Linked DNA regions of Mus musculus: region 2 is linked to region 1. The links are chromatin contacts, called in public Hi-C maps. All regions are on one chromosome and are shown on one strand. The core of a region is the stretch at or near the end of the contact, and the rest is flanking DNA. Distances in the headings are between cores, read along the strand shown. Region 1 has its middle 4.4 kb from the start of Gm39043. Region 2 overlaps Arnt2 (aryl hydrocarbon receptor nuclear translocator 2).

The links. Hi-C and Micro-C count contacts between places; a contact is called where the count stands out from the background.
Region 2: a contact with region 1 is called in a Hi-C map of neural progenitor cells, with 4 times the contacts expected there. The contact joins two enhancer-like sites. A contact is called at or near these places in 1 of 15 datasets of contacts at CTCF or cohesin (large pre-B cells), 6 of 484 Hi-C or Micro-C datasets (adipose-derived mesenchymal stem cells, cerebellum, embryonic fibroblasts and 3 more) and 2 of 115 datasets of contacts at active chromatin or transcription factors (extraembryonic endoderm stem cells and microglia).

What each region holds. Positions count from the first base shown.
Region 1 is chr7:83,808,198-83,811,199 of GRCm38.p6, forward strand. No RefSeq gene overlaps it. Among named protein-coding and RNA genes, the nearest start is that of Gm39043, 4.4 kb to the right of the region's middle. Within about 2 kb of position 1,689, at least 102 of the 459 cell types and tissues checked have an H3K27ac peak or open chromatin away from gene starts, as enhancers often do. A contact at or near this core is called in neural progenitor cells, where this site is marked.
Region 2 is chr7:84,354,506-84,357,205 of GRCm38.p6, forward strand. It overlaps Arnt2 (aryl hydrocarbon receptor nuclear translocator 2), which reads right to left. Exons shown (of 19, transcript NM_007488.3): 3 at 15-62. Among named protein-coding and RNA genes, the nearest start is that of Gm30873, 19 kb to the left of the region's middle. Within about 2 kb of position 1,321, at least 26 of the 459 cell types and tissues checked have an H3K27ac peak or open chromatin away from gene starts, as enhancers often do. A contact at or near this core is called in neural progenitor cells, where this site is marked.

The DNA of each region.
Region 1 (3,002 bases), core at 439-2,938:
TCAACTGTTAAATGCCTTAAGGCCTGTGAGTGGATCTGAGCAATGCTGGGTTCATCCTGAGTGCTCAGAGTTGCCTCGGCTTTCTTTGCAATGATGTACTTCTCTGGGATTCAGTCCTCTAATGACCATGCTGCCATGGGGTTGACACTTTTAATCTTTCAAATCCATAAGTGCCCGGGCCTGGCAAACCTGAATTAACCTTCCTTTAGCTGCCGCCGCTCCCTTCACTTCAGGGTGTTCTGTGCTTATAGAATTTCCATACTGTATTCAACCTGAAAGACAAAGTTCTTCCCTACCAAATTATTGTCCAGTTTAATGACCTAGGGCCAACTTGACTTCTGATCCCATCTCCTGTCTTTTTTTTCTTTTTGAGATTTTATTTATTTATTATATGTAAGTACACTGTAGCTGTCTTCAGATCTCATTATGGATCGTTGTGAGCCACTATGCGGTTGCTGAGATTTGAACTCAGGACCTCCAGAAGAGCAGTCGGTGCTCTTATCCGCTGAGCCATCTCACCAGCAACCCCATCTCCTGTCTTACGATTTAAGCCCTGGGTCTTGAGATATCTGTAAACTATGCCAGGGTCCCTTGTGTTTTTCTACCAAGGACGAAAGCCTGTCCCTGTCCTCAGCAATCAAAAAAAAAAAAATCTATCAAATTGCTGGGACCCAATTTTCTGATTGAGTTTTTATAGTACAGTATGGATCACCTTCCTCTAAGTTTCCTGCAAGAGATCTTGTACAGCTACTGGCCTAGAAAACCTGAACTTGGCCGCATCTCAACACTTTCTCTGACCCAGTTCTAACCCATCAACTCAGGGAGATCACAGCCAGTCTTCCTGATCCTTTCCCTGTGTGCGAATATTGTAGGCCCATTATTACTTGTGCTAAATAAACCTGGACTTCTTGGCACACTTCTCCTGCCATGTGGCAGAGTCATTTGTTGGCTCAGTTCGGGAGCATGGCGAGACTCAGTAGCAATGGGATGCCAGTCTCACCCTAGTGTTCCAGATGGTACTTGCCGCCCCCAAGTGTGCCTGCAGAGCTACAAAACCTTTTGCCAAGGAAGGGAGCCTTGGTGTGGCCTACAACAACACAGTGAGGTCAGTTGGTCAGGTGCATACTTCAGATTCCTGGAACCGATCCAGTCATTGTCTCCACGCTGAGCTTCGGAGGGTGCCACTGCTCATTAATCAGCATCCCACAGCATCCCTGCCAGAAGAAGCAAGGACAAGCAGAGGCACTGAGAAAGATCAGGGGACAGCTCCAGGGGGATCTGCGAGAGGACCAGTAGTTCCTGGCTCTTCCATTATGAATGTGTGGCCATGGGCTAGCAAGTTACTGTTGCCCAGAGTCCCCAGAATCACCTCTGAGACCACCAAGACTTCATACCACCATCAGTGCTAGGTAAAAATTAAAAGTAGAATATTTGGCAGAACAGCACATGTGTCTGCCTCTAACCCAGTGCTGCTTCCACTTCCTCCTCCTCCTCCTCCTCCTCCTCCTCCTCCTCCTCCTCCTCCTCCTCCTCCTCCTCCTCCTCACTGTTATAACTTCTGCAGGGAACCCGGATGGATCAGAAGTTCCTTGGGGAAAATTAGCATGACCTGGTACAAAACAAAGCCCACAGAACTAAGTATCCCCCCAAGCTACTTCCTCAAACACATTAAACTGGTATCAAGTTACTGACTGGGTAGTTCGGACTGGCTCAACCAGCCCTCGGTTTGAGGAAGTGAAAAGAGGAACCACTGTCTTTGGGAAGGACAAAAAATTGGGAACCTAAGGAATACACAAAGGCAAGTTTAAAGCCTGGAAATAAATACCTGGCAATGGTAGGTGTTTTTAGAAGATCCCAGGTTGGGAAGGTGGCTGGGTCAGTAAAGAGCTTGCTGCTCAGATATGAGCAGTTTCTAAGCAAGTAGATATTCGGCTCAGAATTTTGTACTCATGCCAAGGAATGGACCAAAATTCCCCTTGACTCTCTATTCTACAAGGAACCAGTGCTCCTCCCATTCCTGAATAAAGTGTTCCAGGAGGGGCAGAGGCCAGTGTGGGAAGTCTGGCAGGAAGATGTCTCCTTTGACACTTGAATGACAGCGCAGCTCTCCGGGCTGGTTCTCTCGAGTGACCCTCTCCTCTCCCCGCTGGCAGGCTTCTCTCTTCGGAATAAAGGATAGGGCAGGGCTCCTCTCTGGTGTCTGCGGCTGGAGATAAGTCCTTGATGACTCCAATTTGGGAGATACATTTCCTATTTATGAGGAAGCCACGCACCCCCTGCCCCAGCAGGAGGGACTGGTCTCCCACCCTTGGCAACAGTGGGAAGTGACTCCACCCACCCTTCCCCAGCCCTGGGGGATTCCAGCAGTTGAAAGGTCTGAGCTGGAAAGATAAACATCACCGCTTATCCCTCACTCCCTCATTGTTCCCCTTGGAAAACAGAAAAGGAACCGGGAAGGGAAAGAGGCTGCACGGAAATCCATCCGTGGGGTTGCTAAGGGAAACAGCCTAAAATGGTACTGGGGGGATCCTCCCTTCCTCCTCTCTGACACCCTCATCCACCCATTCAGCAAAAGAAAGAAAAAAAAAAGAAATCCCAAACTTTGCTTCCTACTTCCAAGAGGAAGCGTCAGTCCCTAGGCCCTGTCTCAAACCTTAAAGTCACAAAGTTAAGTACAAGATTGCCAGGGGAGACCTGATTTTCTGTTACTTAACAGCTCTGTAGCCTGGTTACCTGTTCCAAAAAAGGGAACCTGCTAGCCTGCCTCTCTCTTAACTTTGTTCAACACAAGCGCGGGAATCCTTAGCCTCAAGCAAATGCTTCCTGTGTTGTAAGAAACTCAACTCTTAATGCTCTTTCCAAATGCAGAGGGCGAATTCTTTGTTCCCCTACAAACCCTCATTTGAACTGTTTTCTCTGTCGGAGAAGCTCGGCTGCTGAAATCCTTTCCATCCTTCCTAGCAAATCCTGAAATCTCTCTCTAAGAAGCCAGCGCCGTTCTG
Region 2 (2,700 bases), core at 71-2,570, 550 kb after region 1:
TAAAATAAACTCACCTTGAGAATTTACTGGGACCTTCACCATCTTCGTCATCGAAGTCCATTCTGGAAAGTCAAAGGCACAGGTAAGAACTAGTTATAACTCTCAGAGGACTCTAATTGGTTACATGAGCTGTGAACGCAGGGGAGTCTTCACCCCATCACATCGCTATGCAATGCTTCCAATTTTCACCCCATCACATCGCTGCTCAATGCTTCCGACCTTTGGCCATGCTAAACAGTATCCGCAGAGTCTCAAGAGAAAAAAATTACAAACAAAAGGTCTCCAGTACACTCACTATTAGTTCTCTGGTCAGAAATAGGAATACTCAAGTGTCAACTTGTCCCCCTTTGACGCTTCTCAGGTCACCAATGGATGACTCAGGCCATGTTGTGTGAAGGCATCAATGTTTCTTGTCTGCCATCATCCCTGGAGTATGTGGGTCCATCCACATCATGTATTCTATACCAGCACTTAATTTCTTACTTTTATGGTATATTGCTCAAGGGATTTGGAAGACAGTAAGTTCAAAGGGCGATGACATAATATCAGGGGACAGTGAAGCTGTCTGAGAATACTGCTTGTGACTTGGTGAGTCTCTACCAACCTCAGGGCAAAGGTCCTTCAAGAAAACCAGCCTGTTACACCCAGGATCAAACAGGCTGTTGAGGAGGAAATGGGCCTTTGATACCAAAATCACTGAAGCTGGTTGTCTGCTCGTTGAAGCTCACAGAATTACTCTTGAGATTCTTCTCTGCTGGGCCTCCCCTTGTTAATATCAATGTTTTGGTGAATTCTTACTGAACTAACACTCCAAATGATCCTTCTTAAAGGCCCAAGTGCTTCTGATGTCAGCACACACAGGTTGGAAGATGTTAGGGCAGAGGGGAACATAACCATGATCAAGTGCACCCAGAGTTTCTGCGGTAGGAAATGAGCAGTCAGCATGGCTCTTGAGTGTGGCATCCATCTGCAGACCCTATATCACCCTGCTTGTTTTTAGTAGGCCTGAAGGATTTGGTGAGATATAGTCTCATGATCCAAGCAGGAGAGAGGCTGGCTGCCTGACTGGAGGTCTGAGGAATTCCATGTTTTAGCAGTTTATTATGAGAATGGAGAATACCCAGTGAGATTCGGCTCAAACAATAAACAAGCAGAGAATGAAGTATGTGCCAGAAGACCACAGTTACAGAGGCCACACCTTCTGGTCCCTCATAGGGAGGGTGAACTTCATTTCCTAGTCTTTGAGGGATTGAATAAGTGACCCAGGAAATGCATGGGGCACCCAGGCCACCAGGAGGCAGTCATGTTACACATAAAGAGCATACTTGTCCACATACCTCAAGATGAGCCCCAGTGAGATGTGTGGCTAAGCAAGAACTCGAGGGACCTAGGAACTAGGATCAGATACGGCAAAATGAAGGGAATGAGGACAGCTTTTGCATGTCTTTGCTCTGGATTATATGCAGTGCAGCCTGAGTTGACATGTCCAGAATTCCCTGACGGGATCCCTCATCCACTTAGATCCTTGGTCCTCAAAACCCAACTGTCCTCACAACAAAAATGGCAGTTGTGATGAAAGAAATTCCTCTGTACAAAGAGGAACGGAGATGGACAGGATGAAGGGAAAAGACAGAAGACCACATGCATGTCACCCGCGAGATGACCATGTATCGCTCTCCACAGCATGGCTTTGGAAGTTCAGCCCTGGGCCAGAGCTGTCTACAGGACAAATGGAGCTGAATGTGGGAATTCTAAATAAAGAAAGCTCATTAATATCCTGTATAATTACTAAGCTATCATCTCACCTTCCTGGAAATTGCCTGTGGAAAATAACCACCAAAAATGTTTAACTGAGGTCAGTTGCATTTTTGCAGAGCCACACTGCCACCTAGTGCTTGTAAAGGGAAAGATCACCTTTTCTGCCTTCATAAACTACCTACGTTTTCAAAATTCCAAATGATTTGTGCCTGGATTCATCAAAACCGTAAATAGGTGTAATATACACAGTTATTTTTAAAATCCCATTCAGTTCAATTTGATATCACAGCTTCTGTAACATTGAGAGAGAGAGAGAGAGAGAGAGAGAGAGAGAGAGAGAGAGAGAGAGCAGAGCACGCTCGAGAAAGAGCAAGCTCTTCCACTCTTGCGTTTGCCTGTGGAGATAGAGGACATGTGAGAGATTAGGCTTTCTCCTTCTATCTGTGGATATGGTTATGTAACTTAGGTCATTAGGCATGGCAGCAAGTGCCCATACCACTGAGCCATCTCAAGGGCCTTTGATAGGATTATAATAAATAAGCAAACTCCTACAAAACATAACTGACTAGTTGGCCCTCAATCCAGGCCTAAAGATCAATGAGATGCTTGGAGTGACCAAGGGCAGGTCTTCTTGGACTCCAGGACTTTGGTGCTGAAACAGTCACAAGCAAGTCAGGATAGTTTGTCATCCTCATTTTGACAGAGTTTTCTTTACTCAATACCCTACAGAATAGATATAGGAAGAACTGAGTGGTGTAGTAAAGGGTTCCAGCCCTGCTAGGCAAGCTTCGGATCAGGCCAGCATCAGGTGAAAGAAAAGGGTGGTCTAGATCCTGAGTCTACTGGAGTTCATTGGAAACCTGGAGTCATGACTTGTATATGAAAAATTAAAGACCAAGAAACTATGGCTCCTACCTGAGAACGTGTGCAATCATACTGTGT